Linked DNA regions of Anser cygnoides: region 1 is linked to region 2. The links are chromatin contacts, called in public Hi-C maps. All regions are on one chromosome and are shown on one strand. The core of a region is the stretch at or near the end of the contact, and the rest is flanking DNA. Distances in the headings are between cores, read along the strand shown.

Region 1 (7,825 bases), core at 1,848-4,347, 49 kb after region 2:
TCCTTAGACAAATTTCTAAAATACAGATAATGGATTATGGAAACAAAATCTTACAGAAGCTTCTGATGAGTTTATTTGATTGCATATTGATATTGTATGACGAGAAGCAAGGTCTTGGTGAAATTTGTTATCAATCTTCCCTGTTTTTTCTGCCCATTTGAACTATATGACTTATTTTTCCAAAAGTATTTGGGTTTTCTTTTTCTTCTTCTCTCTCTCTCTCTCTCTATCTTTCAATGAACTGGTAATGAACTGAAATAACACTGCACAATATCTGAGTTGGAAAACCCAGCTGAGAAATGAAATGAAGAAATTAAAAGCCCTTGAAGAGAAGTTTTAAAACCTTTGTGCCACCAAGTTAAATGCACCCAAATAACCACAAAATGTTGATAGAATACTAATGTAGGTTGAGTAACACAAAAGCTTGTTTTGGCTGTAAATATTCAGATACATGATATTGTTTGTGATTTCATTCAGGAATATGAGAGTTCTGTAGCTGAAAGGTGATAATTTTTCCAGAAGTGTAAGGGATTATCATCCTTTTTGAGCTGAGGAAAGAGAAACTAATTAGATAGAGAGCTGGTGGTGGTATTTGCTGGGAACAGTGCAGCGTCCTTTCCCTAAACTGTTATCCCACAGTACCTCTGCACCCTGTGGCCAAATCTGTGGAAAATCTGTTCTGAGCTGAAGAATGTCAGAGCTGTTCAGGCATCGTAGTCTCAAAACACCTCATCTTGCAGGAATAAACTATCAGTGTGTTTTGCAGTAAAGCCTTCCAGCACTCTCCCTTGTCATTGTGGCACACTTAAAACAGTAAATAGCACTTTAAAATGCGGGCTGTTGTGTTTGAGCCCTCTTCTGCAAGCATATGATGGCAAAGGGAGCTGATACATGGGAGGGTACAAAGGCTCTTTGGGACAGTTCTTCCACTGTAAGCAGGAGGACTTGGAAGCCTCACTGATACATCAGTCATAAGAAAATCATTTCAACCATCAGCATGCTCAGAACGATCACAGTTGGCTGAAATGTTTTGATCTGGACTCTTTTTGACTCGAACATATTTATCTGTCTTGCTAGCATATTCAGTCTAAAAGAAAAGAGGAAAAACATGGAAAAGGTTTTCCCTTTGGCAATTTCACTTTGAAATGATACATGTATTTTATTTATTTTTTAATTTGAAATTTATTTCCCTTTGTCACACAAGTTAAAAAGAATGCTGGAAATCAAAACCAGTGGTTTAGATCAGCTTTAAATTGAGTTTGACTTCTTGTTGGTGGACTTACATTTCATACCTATGCAAGCAGTGTTTTTTGTTTTTTTTTTTTCTGGCTTCTGGCAAACTGAAGATATTGTGAGCTGCATCTAACAACAGAGAAAAGGAGTGTAGCAAAGGCCACAGTAAAACTATCTGGAAGATGCATACAGAATAATTTCTGCAGAGGAATAAGAACATGAAATGATGTTAGGGAAAACAGCACAGAATACATAGCTAAAGGATATGCTGTTTGCCAAGGGAATGCCTGATGAAAATGGTATAGTAGTAAGAAAACACAGATGATGAGTCTCCCCTTGGTTTCATTAGTTTCCTAATGGTGTCATTTACATGGACCTGAGATGCCATTCGTACTGATCTCACACCAATATTCCCTGTTAGCTCAGGATTTACTCTTGAGATTAATACTGATATAAGCATGAATCTCATTTCCTTTTTTTATGTTGGTTCTTGTGGTAATAGCAGAGGCTGGCTGCTCCAAACCTTTTATTTTAAAATGTCATCAAGAGGCAAAGGCTTAGATGGTGTTAACCCTGCACTTTGATTTCAGTGCAGTGCTGTTATACGCACTCTGAAAATGCAGCCCAAGGTCAGTAACAATATTGACAGAATGAGCACCCATTCAAAGTTCAACATTAAAGAGAAGTTAGTATTGCAGGCACAGTAATATTTAACACAAACTGTTTTTTTTTTTTTTTCCCCAGTGGAACATAAACCTTATCCGTTCATCCAGACCTACCGTATATTCAGGTATGTAACACCTGCAATTGATATTCATTGAAAGGTTTCCGTAACAACAATGCAGTGTATATTGATCTATTTGTGGATTATGTTGTGTGGCTGATTTGAGTCTTTCTCAGTTTATGTTTAGCATGTAAAAAAAAGAATATAGAAATAAATTTAAAATTCCTATAACATGTGCCAGAAGTGGTGAGTGTGAGTCATTTGTTTATTGCATTGATAATAATATCCATTTAACTACCAGGACAGAGTCAGGATTAATGATATTCTGATGGAATATTGCTCTCGGTCTAAGTAAGAATAAATATGCTGATGTGAAACAAAGCAGAAATTCTCCAAGCACTTATAAGCTTTAGTGCTTCTTGCAACCATAAGTAAAGGACTAAACCTTTGTTGCTCTTGTGTGTGACTGCATTTATGCTGTAACTGCATATAATTTTGAATCAATAGCATAAGATTACACATGATATGCATTGGGGTACTTTATAAAGCTAAATATGCGCCATCTATTAAAAATATCCTAAGAATAATTTTGTGTTTTTTAGGATGATTTGGATTTATCAGACTTTTTATTTCATTTTCTTACTTGCTTCAGTTTACGGTGGTAAGTCAATATATAACTCCTAAGACAGGTACACAGAGTAATGTAGCTCATCTGGAAGGGGAGATTAAAAAGAGTAATATTCAAATGGCCTAAACATTTTTATGCAGAGTGAGTAGAGCTACAGAGCAACATGATTTTGGTGGGAGGACACACAGTCCTAAGTGCAGCCTGGTCCTGAGAGAGTGGGGTTGCACTCAATTAATTTTTGGGTAACTCACAGAGGATGGAAGTTTCTAATTAATTTTTCCATCCCTGTGATAGGGATTGAAGTTTCTAATGGGCTTTACTGACATTTTTCTTCCAACCCCCCCAATGATTTCACCTTGCCCAGTGCACCTGGGACCATACTACAGGCAGTTTTCTGTCAGACCATGGCTGTACCCAGCTCTTCTCTGTGAAACCAATACGATCTTCAGAAAGTGCTGTGCACCCAACAGCAAAGCTAACAACATGGGCAGCCAATTAGGAAGGGAGCTGCTTCCTCCCTGCACAAATTAGTGCCCTGTAAAGCTGGCAGTGATTTGTGTTGGTGCTGGGGTGCATGACGACTCTGTGTGTTTTTCAATGTGTTAATGATTTACTGTGGTTAGCAAAAGTCAAACTACAAAAATTGCTTTGCACTTCCCTGAAGTTCCCTGTGCTGATAAATTATAACTAAGGCCTAACACAGATTTACATTCAGTAATGTACTAGCTGTTTTCTCAGAGGACAATGAGGTAATGCAGCTTTTTAGCAAAATCTCTTTGACAAATGTACTATTATTTCAGAAATATTTTACCCGGATTAAAATCTCAGTAGAACTGAAATCTTGGAACATTTCTGAGGCTCAGGAAATAAATATCTTTATTAAACTAAGGTATTCAGAGCTAGTATAGTTTTATGTAGTATTAAAAGTCAAACATAATATTAAATTCCATGATTTATTTTTTTTTAATTTTTTTATTTTATTTTTTAGGGCGTACTAGTTTACATTAATAGTTGGTAAATAAGATCCAAAATGTCTGATACAACAGATAATTGCAATAGTCTTTTCATTTTACTTCATAAATAATTTAAAGTTATCTGAGTAATAGAAAATGCTTTTCTGTTAGTGGCAAAGTTGGGCAAAGAAATTCTATAATAATAATAATAAATACCAGTTTTTAAAGAGAATAATAAATACCAGTTTTTAAATAAAGGTCATGGAAAGATCTACACCAGAAAATTCTGGATATTTATTTATTTATTTTTTATTCTGGATATTTTAACAAGGAGATCTGACAAATTCCTTAATTTGGAAAGATGGGAAGGGGTTGCCACTTAGGTACTTTCATTCCAGTCACATGGCTGTGCAGCGTGAGTGGATTTCATTAGAGAATTCAATATGGGATTGATGAATTCCTGAAGATCTGAGGTGGTAATCCAGTTTATTTGTATTCTAGGAGATTCTTGAGATATTGCTCCTGGATCACTACTTTTGTTGTTGTTGTTAAGAAGCAAGTCAGATTGGGTTTGAGGCAGATTGTAAGGAAGCTGGAAGTATCTAAAACACTGTGAGCCATTGAAGATAAACGCAGTGGCACTGACTGTGAATCTGGCCTCAGAGCATCACTCAGCAATAGGACAATCTTCACATACAAGTTTCTAACTCTCTTTGGGCTCTGTACATCCTCCTGGTTTTCCTTTTAATGGTTCTTTATACTGAACTCCCTTGGAAGATGCTTCTGCTGCTCCTAAGATCTGCCATGAGTGGCACTTACCTCATGGCCTCATGGCTGACCCTGCTGCTAGGGCTTCTGTCACTGCTCAAGCTGCCCTGCTCCAGCCTTGGGTGTGGGGTGAGAGAGAGGACAGAGAGACCCCAGAGAGTTTTATTTCTACCAGGCTGGAGAGCAAGGATGAGACTCTCAGAGGAATGGTTCTACTCGCCCCCCTTGCCCTCTTCTCCTGCCAAAGGAGTCAAAAGCATGGTCAATGTCAAGAAGGGGCAGTGGCTTCACCCTCTCCTGATTAAATGTCCATACTCCTATCTCTAATAATTTACATATTTTGTTATTCTATATCAGAATGTGTGACTCAGATCTATGAAAATACATACTTCCAAGGAGGAGACCTCTCCACAGTTTTCACACCAAGTGCCAATTACTGTCAAATAGTGTGTACTTACCATCCTACCTGTCTGCTCTTCACATACTTGCCAGTGACATGGACTAAAGATCCTGCAAAGAGGTAAAATGCTCATATTCTTGTGGATTTTGCTGGTGTCCTGTGACAATGTTAGAAGCTCTGTAACATTTTGACAGAACACAGGCATGCAGAGAAGGCTACAAGGTTGCCACGGAAGACAATACCATGCATCTTTAAAAATTATAATCTAGAAGAGTATTTGCTGAACTTTGAAAGATTAAATTTGACAACAGCTAATCTTTCACACTCACATACCAATCCTTCCAAGGAAATAGCACCAGCAGTGCACTCCTTCCTCTGTGCCACTTATTTATTGCTGAGGGACAATATGACCAATTTTATGTCTCCAGTGATCCCCTCTATTGTACCCCTCTCCCCCATCCATTCTCTTTAGAATATTTTTCTCTTGATTTAGTGTCAATATCCTGAGATGAGGCTGCCTTCCCTCTCTGTGCCCAGTGTGTTTCTTTCCTCGTAACCCAGTTACAAGTGGTGGAACAGGACTGTGCTTCTTGCTTGTAGGAGACCTTTTGGAGCTTCCATATATACCACATATTTTCATCTGCCACCAAGCATGACAGTGCCAACAGAGCAGCTGCAGTTCTACCCTGTCTTTCTCTAAATTGCATTTATTGTCTTCATTTTCATGTTGAGGAACAATGATCAACCTGCATTTCACCTGAGAAACTTTTAGGAAGGACTGTGTTATACTGCAAAACTGTGAATTGCTGCATTTTAAAACACAGGTTTTCCTGCTACTTAAAAGACAGTGATACTGAAATGTTGCCAAAAGCGGATATGGAAGGAGCTGTTTCTGGACATTCTTTAAAACAATGTAACATCAAAATTAGTGGTAAGATATAGCTATTCACATGTATGAATTTTATCATGTAGCAGATAGGTTAGAAATTTAGCATTTTGAAAACAGGAACTGAGTTAGGAAGCAACCAAGCAGTGACTGCTATGTCTTTTGCTTTATCTCTTTCATACATGACTTAAAAATCTTCCACTGTTTTCAGCTATGCACTGCTAAGGCTCCACAGAAAGGGGGAGCGGGAGCTCCTGCTGTCATGGTTTCATTTCCTAGAGGCAGATATATGACTGATACCTCCAGTCGTAAAGATTAATTTAAAGAGCTAAATGGGTCCTACTTGATGCAAGTTCGCCATTGCAGCTTATTGATAGATCAGTTGTGTTTGCTTCTGACTGGAACGTGCCTTTCAGAGCATTCAGGACTTTTAAAAGCCCTTTCGTGCCCCATCCTGTTTAAAAACCCCACTAGGATATGCCTTACTCATGTGTTCTGTGAAAAGACCCTACTGACCCAGCGGTGAAACCTGCATCCTGTGGGGGCAAAAGCTATGTCAAACTCCATGGTCAAAATTAGTGTAAATTGAATCTTTTGGCTCAAATGGGAGATGGCTGTTGCTTATGAGGATATATTTGAAGTTTTGAACTGCCATATAAATTTGGAAATAGAAAAGTATGTGTTTTAGTATTAATCCTGAGTTCTTGCATGATTAACTTCATCAGGATCTTGGTGTAGGTAGAGGCGGTGTCAAAGTCTGTCAGTTTTTCCTCTGCCATGTGGTGCTCTGTTATGCCTACACTTCTGATTTTGTTACTAGAAGCATATATGAAGTGTGATGTAGCTGAAGTGAGCACAGGAAGTGACATTAGGATTACAAGGTCTTTGCCATATGAACTGTTATCTTTTGGGCAGTTTGGAAAAAAAAAAAAAGAAAAAAAGAGAGAGAGTAGAAGAATGCTTTCAGAACTTTGTCTCTTTCTTTTTCCACAGCTTGCAGCCCAGATGTCCACATAGGTCTGGACATGGAAGGGGAAAATTATGATGTTACTGTGGCTGAGAGCTATCAACAGTGTCAAAAAAGATGCACCAATGATGACCACTGTCATTTTTTTACATATGCCTCAAAAATATTTCACAATGCAAGCTTTCGGTAAATACAGGTTTGATCCCTTTTCTTGGCCAGTGCTGTGCTTTAGTCAACAAAATGTCAACAACAATATCAGAGCAATCTAGGGTGAATTTATTCAAGGAAATATATTTTTTTTCTTTGACTGCTAATCCTTGTAATGTTTAATCAAACTTACAGGTAGGAAAATATCTGCAGTAAGTTAGCTTTCATCTGTCCATTGATGAGAAAGACAAACTTGATTATCATAGCACTGAAAAAAAGTAAATCCCTGGAGATATTCAAATGCGAACTATATTAGTAGGCGTGCAGCATTATTACTCAGTTAAATCTTGCTCTGCTTACTGCTTACTGAAAATAGCATCATCAGTGCAACCAGAGACATTCATTTGTACTTGGACTATTTTTGAGCTGTTAGCCTGCTCAGTTTTACAAGTTAAACATTGTTCAGTTGGATCTGTTCCTCATTTGAAGGTTTTTATGGATACTGGAGGTTGCTCTGGCCCATGGTAGGAATTATGGAACCAGAAGATTGATGTAGACTAAGGAAGATGATCTGTTGTCTTACTTCTTTCTTTATTCTTTATCACTCAGTGAAAAATGCTTCTTGAAACATACCAGGTTAGGAACTCCAACCAGCATAAGGGTGCTTGATGAGGTTGTGTCTGGATTCTCCTTAAAGCCATGTCAGCTTTCTGAAATAGGTAACTAAAAATCTCTATTGATTCAGTTTAGATTCAAGTGTTATGGATAATGAGGTGCAGTCTATCTCTGACATGATCAACGTTTCATTTCATAAAAGAATTACAATATTAACTTATTCTTGGAGTTACAGTTAGTACTCTCAGGCACAAAAGAGTTTTTAAATAATTATTTTTTTTCCATTTTATTATTATGCATTGCAAAAACAGTTGTCTGCTTTGGAGATTGAAGAATTCTTTCACTAGATTAGCCTGATGAAACTGCATTTTATCTTTGCATCATAGATACAAAAATGAAAGATAAAATCCCATCAAAGTCAAGAACAAGAGGAATATAAATCCTTCTAAATTCTGTTGGTATACCATATATGTGCTTAGAATTTTCTACTGAAGACTTGCAGTT
Region 2 (6,830 bases), core at 934-3,433:
CTGTACTTTTCAGAAGCACAGGGTAGTAGGCAATTGCCTAGTATTAAGATACAGATTTACAGGCTAGTAGCTTGATCTGGAGAGAGCTGAGAATGAGGGAAATGTGCTCTGAAATGATATTTATCATGTTTGAGACAGTTTGCAATTTTATGGAGTGTTTGAGCACAACTTATTGACTCTACACAGTTATTTGTATATTTCTATTAATGTTTAATTGCTCCTTCAGAGGACCTTTCAAACTTTGTCTTCATCAATTTTTAGTACTTGTTTGGTCCTTCGTTAGCTGAGGAATATTTTTACTGTTTTTTCCCTAGCATTTCTCTCCTCAGCTTCAATACCACCATTATTCCAAGAATGTTGCTTTACTGCTTTAGACAATAGATTTCAGATGGTTCGATAGTTAACATTTTAAGCAGCTTTTCTTATGATTTTTTACATTCATAGATGAAAAACATCGGGTTTTAATAGGTTTCTGTGTCCCATGATGACAGAAAATAAATGAGAAATATTTAATGAAACAGGTTTTGCATGCGCAGGAAGAGTGAAAGGAGTGTTGACTGCCTTCACTTGCTCAGGAAGTCCTGGAGTGAAAACAAAAGGCTTTGTTTACAGATGAAGTGATAGATGATGATTCCCTAATTACAGTAATAGGATTATCCCATTGTGATGCTTTCATCTCATCTTTCTGTCCTTTTCAGGCTAAGTGACAAATTCTCTCTTCATGCATAGGCTGTGAAAGTTGAGGAGGCAAGGCGGTGAGGATGGGGTGCCAGGTATGCACCATGTCAATTGTCCTTTCTTTTATTTAATGATTATCGTGAAAGGGTACCTATGTTTCCTACATCTGTAATGGCAAAAAAAGCAGAATTTCTCATTTCAACTCAATTGTTTATATTCGCATGTATATTAAAAATATTGTAACACTGCGGAGAATGCACAAATAAATGCTGAGGTGAAATGCGATACAAGAGGTCAGATTAAATGATCGAATGGTCTTTTCTGGCCATTAAAGTGTTAAAAGACATCACGTCTAATTTTTCAAAAGACACCCTTGTTACTCCAAATGCCCCCCAAATTGGTCTTGGAAAACTGAGTAAATGTGTTATGGATACTTTTGTAATATAGCTAAGAATACAAAGTAAGTGTAACTGCTGATGAATGAAAATCATTTTAAATGATAGAAGTATGACAGTGAGTTCTAAAAAGTTATTTTAGTATTTACATTCAATTTAAAATAATTTACAACAGAAGAAGGCATTATAAAGGGTTGCAGTGAGAATTAAATTAATGTTAAAAAAAAAAAAGAGCACAAAAGCATTTAAGCACAAGACCAATGATAAAACATCAATATACTTGACATATATATATATGTGTATATATATATATGTTTGTACAAAAATTCCTTGTTTGTCTGGAAGTTTTCTACTTCTGCTCTGCTCCTATACATACGTTTCTCAGTATTACTGAGAGTAAATAAATGGGTTTACTTATGGTGAAGAGTTGTAAGTCCTTTCAGGATTAGCAGTATGTATCTGAGCTGTTTGTTTTCTTGACACTGGGTAGCATCAGACCGTACTATGGTGATTTGCTGAGGAGATGAAAATCAAATAAATGAAAAATAGTATCAAACTTGTAGCATCGAAGATATTACCTTGGACTACAGAGGTGCTGAAAGTAGAATATCTAACGGATTGAAGTGAGGTAGAATGCTGAAGTCTGTAGATTTGGGGTGGAACCCGCCTGTTTCTGTGGTTCTTGCATGACAGAGAGAAATGAACAAGTTAGTGACATTCGGAATCGGTTCTGTGCTAAGTTTTAATGCAGGATATGTTAGGGCTGCAAGCTCCCAAACGGGTGACATGCAGCTAGGACTAACACATTACCCACCTAAGTGCTCAGTGAGGTTGGTTTTTACTATGGTATGGGGAAAGACATTTTGGCAGGGTGACGAATGAACGGAGACCCTGCTGCCTTTAGGGACCTTTTCCCTGGCGTTTACACCATCACCGCCCTACACCACCACGCGGCCATGGGGCGCGTAGGCTCGATGGCGGCCTCCAGGCCTCGCTGCTGGGCGGTGCGTGCCCTGCCGGGCTTTGTTTGGCCTAGCAACGACCCGGGGCCGGGCCAGGACCGGGCCGAAGCCGGCCAGGGCCCCGGCCGCCCCTCCCGGGCTCGCCGCCATGAACCTGGCCCTCACCAAGCCCCGCCGCCCCCCGGCCGGGCCCGGCCCCGCCGCCCCCCGCGCCCCGGGGGACATGGAGCCCGGGGGCCGTGCGGGCGGCCGGGCGCTGCTCATCACCCTGCCCGACATCGGCGAGGAGGCGGCGGCAGAGGAGAGCGACGCCGAGGAGGGATCCCGCAGCCCGCGGAGCCCCCCGTGAGTGCGAGCCGGGGAGGGAGCGGCAGGGGGAGCGCCCCCGGGCCCGGGGGGTGCCCCGGTCCTTCGGTGTGTGCTGGGCGGTGTGGAGGGAAAACGCCCCGTGCCCGGCTTGGAGAGCTCCTGAGTGATGTAGGGGGGTGTGTGCCGGGGGGCTCACTTCGTGGCTGTTTGCTGAACCAAAGCAGAAAGGTTTCCTAGAAAATGTAAAGCAGAATAGCTGCCTAGAATCTGTAGTAGTTACACTGTTGCATTGGAAGTGTATTTTGTACTTCCCCCCTAGAAAAAATACTAATAATGGATGGCTTCCACGTAGCAGAATATTTGTGTTACAGTCCTCAGGGTTTCCCCTGGCAGAGAAGCCGTGCTCATCCCCGTGTTCACGGTTGATACAGTAGGTGTGTTAGAAGGTAGGCACCTGTCCAGTGCTTTTGGAAGCAGTTTATGGGCCTGATGTCCGCGAATGCATCTGGTTGTGAACCTGCTGATAAGCTTTAGTAACAACAGTCTCTTGAAAGGCACTGTCTGCTCTGTTTTGAGGAGAGGAAAAAAGTGGTTTTTCATATATATATATATATTATTTTTTTTCTCCTCGTGTCTTTTTAAACTGATCTCCCACCGATTTCAAGGAATGACTGTAGTGCTTGTGTTGCAAGGTATAAAAATTTGATCATCTTCTGATTTATCTGCCTCTTCTGTGGTTTTGGAAACTTCGAGCACATCATCTGTTAGGCACCCCTCTATTCCTTTAACCATGTTTGTAGCCTTTTTCTTAGTGCTGCCTGTCCTTGAGATGCAGGGACCAGAACTGCACACAGTAGTCTCTTTGGGGAGGCAGGAAGGTTTTACATCACAGCAAAGAGATGCTTTCCATGTCAGTCTCCTTCCTGGTCTGGACCAATGTGTTGTTGGTGGCTTTGGCTGTCACTGCATATTGAGTCTGTGATGACTCCAGGATTGCTTTCTGAACTGTACCTGCTAGTCCCAGTGTCAGCATCATGTAAAGGTGATGTAGCCTGTTTTTCTCTGAATAACCATTGCCAATGGCTATTTGTAAATAAACACTTTTCTAAAGGTATTTGTACATTTATTTTAGCAAATAATAAATGAATTGAGATACTGTAATTGCCTGATAGCTAAGCTATGTAACTTGTGAGAATAATACAAGAAGGGTAACATCCTCCCTGCTGTGCTGCTTTTATTTCCTCCTACCTCCATCTAAAGTTGTGGGTTTTATTTCAGAACAAATTGTAAGCTCCTTCAGGCTTAACATTTTTCTGCATTTGTTTAGAATAGTAGCCTTTCTGGAGTAGCGGGATTAATGTGGTTTGAGGTGTATTGACAGAGTTCTGTTTAAAATGTATTTGATGCTTTCTATAAATAATATTAGAACCAAGTCAGTGTTTGTCTGTAATTTCCCACTATTTTATTTTTTATTTAAATACCAAAAATAAAGCTGGGTATAATGCTGTCTGAGCTGGTATTCCTGTTAAAGGGCTGATTTTTTTTTAATTGTTGAAAAAAATAAAGGATGACACTCTTAAACTATTTGCTTGTATTGGGATGAAGAATAAACCTTATTACATTAAAACTGGTTGGTGTGCAGCAAAATGCTTATTCCAGGTTACTACCGAAACACTTCTAACTGATATTCCCTCATTATTCCATAATCGTTATACTTTTGTATGCATGGCGGCATTTCAAATATTTTATTCATAGCAGTCAAGCTTATTCTGATAAAGTATTGTCTGTCTTGAAAAAAAAAACCCACAACAAAAACAAACAAACCAAAAAAAAAAACCACCACAAAAACCAACCAACCAAAACCACACACACACACACACGCACACACAAAATGCAAACCAAACCAGAAGGATGTAGAAGGAATAAGATACATCACTTTGACAAGGAAAGTCTATACCTCCACATTAGCATTTTTTAATTAGATGGTTCCACTTAAGTTTGTAGAAGAAGTATCTCAATTAAATATTGAAAACTTTAGTATTCCTTGCCTACAGTTCAGATTTGAATTTGTGAGTTGCAGAATGCAGTGTTATGTCCTTGATAGTTACATGTAGGAAGTTTCTGCTCACCTGAACAAAATTCCTTCGTGACAAGTTTTATTGGTGTTTAAAATGTTTGAGAAGACATTGTCAATGACTACTGCACTTTCATTAATGGCAATTTAACTAGGAGTGACTGGTTAATAATAATAATAAAAATCCATATTTTACTTTTTTTTTTTTTCTTTAGTTGCTGACAAGTCAATAACAATCAAGATGACTGAGAGAGCAAAACAGAGAAAATCTGGCACTGATTTCTTCCTATCTTTCCTGGGTACTCTAAATATTTCAGTCCCTCAATTTTCTCAGCTCTGCAATGACCAAAATTAGTCCTAGTACAGTATAGGGCTAAACCATAGCAGTAGTTTATAGGATTTTGTATTTACTGTTTATTTACATATTGATTTCATATCCTTCTAATCCCATTGAAGGAGCAGTAATAGTTTTTTTTTTTTTTTTAAAGGAGAAAAGTCCACCTGCACTACTGTTGTTTTGTGAAAAACAAACAAACAAAAAAGCTATATAAGGTCACATTATCCTTAGGAGGATGATGTGATACCTTATGCTACACTTACCACAGCATGTTGGCGACATCAAGATATACCAATTCCTTTTTAAGAAACGTGATTATTGGTAACCTAAAACATTGTGATAACTATGGGAGATAACAGCTATTAGATGATCTAAAGATAAATCGGACAAGGTTTTAGTTATGTTATTTAGGAATGGGTAATATTTTGTAGAAATTGCTTGAACTGCTGTACATATTTCGGGACAGTTCTAATGCCTGAAGAACATGTCTGTGAATGTGGTACAAGAAGGGTAGCTTTATCTGTGATGTAAAAATGTTGCTGCCTACTGCCAGATTTTTTGTTTCTCAGTAGCTCAAGATTTGGCCTTCAAAATGATGACCTTTGAAAGTACAGGTATAGGCAAGTTGATGAGCTGCAGAAGAAAATGGAAACTCTGCTTCCCTGTCTCCTGTTTTAACCATTAATAGGAATAGATCCCTTTCATGTTGTAATGCATATTAACCTATACAGAGCACTGTAGCATTACTTTGCTTCTCATTGCACTTGTTGTACTGATCTAAAAGTGCAAATGCAATGATGTGGTGTTTTGCCTCGGTCATTTTTTTCATTGCAAATAAGTGTAAAGGAGCTTAGAGGTATTATTTTTACATGATACTACTGGTCAGGATTTCAGCATTCTTCTAGATGGATGGAATTAAAAGTAATTTTTAGTGTTTCCTAGTATTTTATGTAATTATAGTTTCTTGGTAAAGTCTCCTGCAGTTTCCAGCAAGTAGCTAGTCAGAGAATAAATGCCAAAAATGCTAAAAACAAAGAATGCCAGTTTTCTTCAAAGTGTTTTTATTGCTTTCAGATGCCCAGAACCTACCTATTACCTTTAATAATAGGCTGTGTTGTTTAGGAGAGACTGGTGTTATGCTTACAAACGTGCTCCATTTCTGAGCCAGCACTCCGTGAGTGGGATCACAACTGTCAGTGATGGAAAGCAAAAGAGGAAGAGCCCAGGGTTATTACTATTATTTACTGGCAGCACTCCTGCAATGTCAGGTGGGAGGTGCTGCTGAAGTGTGTGGAAGCTGGGATCAACAGGAAGGGAGTGATGTTGGATGGCACGGAGAGTAGGCTGATTTGGGAAACTGAAAAACTTTGTTGTTTCTAAGTGTTTGGCTGTAGCAGGTTTGACAATTTTCTTTGGTGTTTTTAGCTCACTGGTGGTCAAGGTGCATTTTTACTTTACAGAAAGTGACTGTGTGCACGAGGGATTTCTCATAGATATACAGCAGGAGACTATCCATCATCAGTATGTAATCCCTCTCCTCTGGCCAATAGACCTCTATTTCAGCATATATACATAATGAGCAGTTGTGTTTTAAAATGAATCAAATGTCCTTTTTAATGCTTCCTGATATGAAAGAAATGGAGTCTTTGGTCCCAGAGGAAAGAGAAAGGTGCTTTGTATACCTTAGCATATACAGACTAAGGTCTCCACGTGCTTGCATTGCTTGCATACCGCTGTGTACTGTAGAGCTGTTTCCATGATCTTCTTTCGTCTGCATAAGTCTGTTATAAGAAAAAACATCAACTGAGTTTTCAAATGTACACGAGTAATGAGAAGACATGGGGGAAGCCTTGTGGACCACTTCCAAGTGTTTTGTTAGGCTGCTACTCTCTCCCTGTCTCTGTTTGCAGACACTTGATCCTTCAGCAGTAAATGCCTCCTATCAGATCTAAAGAAATAAAACACCTTCTCTAAGATGCTAATTAGCATTCTTTATTATTGTAGTTAATTAAGATGATAGTATTTTTCTTAATGTTAATTCATAATTTATATTAAAAAGTCAGATTTACTTCCAT

Evidence for each region. A called contact is a pair of places that touch in the nucleus more often than the background predicts.
Region 1: a contact with region 2 is called in a Hi-C map of liver, with 2.3 times the contacts expected there. The contact joins the enhancer-like site here to the promoter of FAM149A in region 2. A contact is called at or near these places in 2 of 7 Hi-C or Micro-C datasets (both in liver).

Annotation. Positions count from the first base shown.
Region 1 is chr4:60,125,279-60,133,103 of Taihu_goose_T2T_genome, forward strand. It overlaps LOC106035178 (cytochrome P450 4V2-like), which reads left to right. Exons shown (of 33, transcript XM_066996261.1): 11 at 1,978-2,023; 12 at 2,560-2,618; 13 at 4,664-4,826; 14 at 5,531-5,637; 15 at 6,586-6,745; 16 at 7,316-7,425. Among named protein-coding and RNA genes, the nearest start is that of FAM149A, 50 kb to the left of the region's middle. Within about 2 kb of position 3,098, at least 3 of the 3 cell types and tissues checked have open chromatin away from gene starts, as enhancers often do. A contact at or near this core is called in liver, where this site is marked.
Region 2 is chr4:60,076,921-60,083,750 of Taihu_goose_T2T_genome, forward strand. FAM149A (family with sequence similarity 149 member A) reads left to right here and starts at 2,184. Exons shown (of 13, transcript XM_048078345.2): 1 at 2,184-2,380. The coding sequence starts at 2,184. TLR3 (toll like receptor 3) reads left to right here. Exons shown (of 7, transcript XM_013179778.3): 7 at 1-968.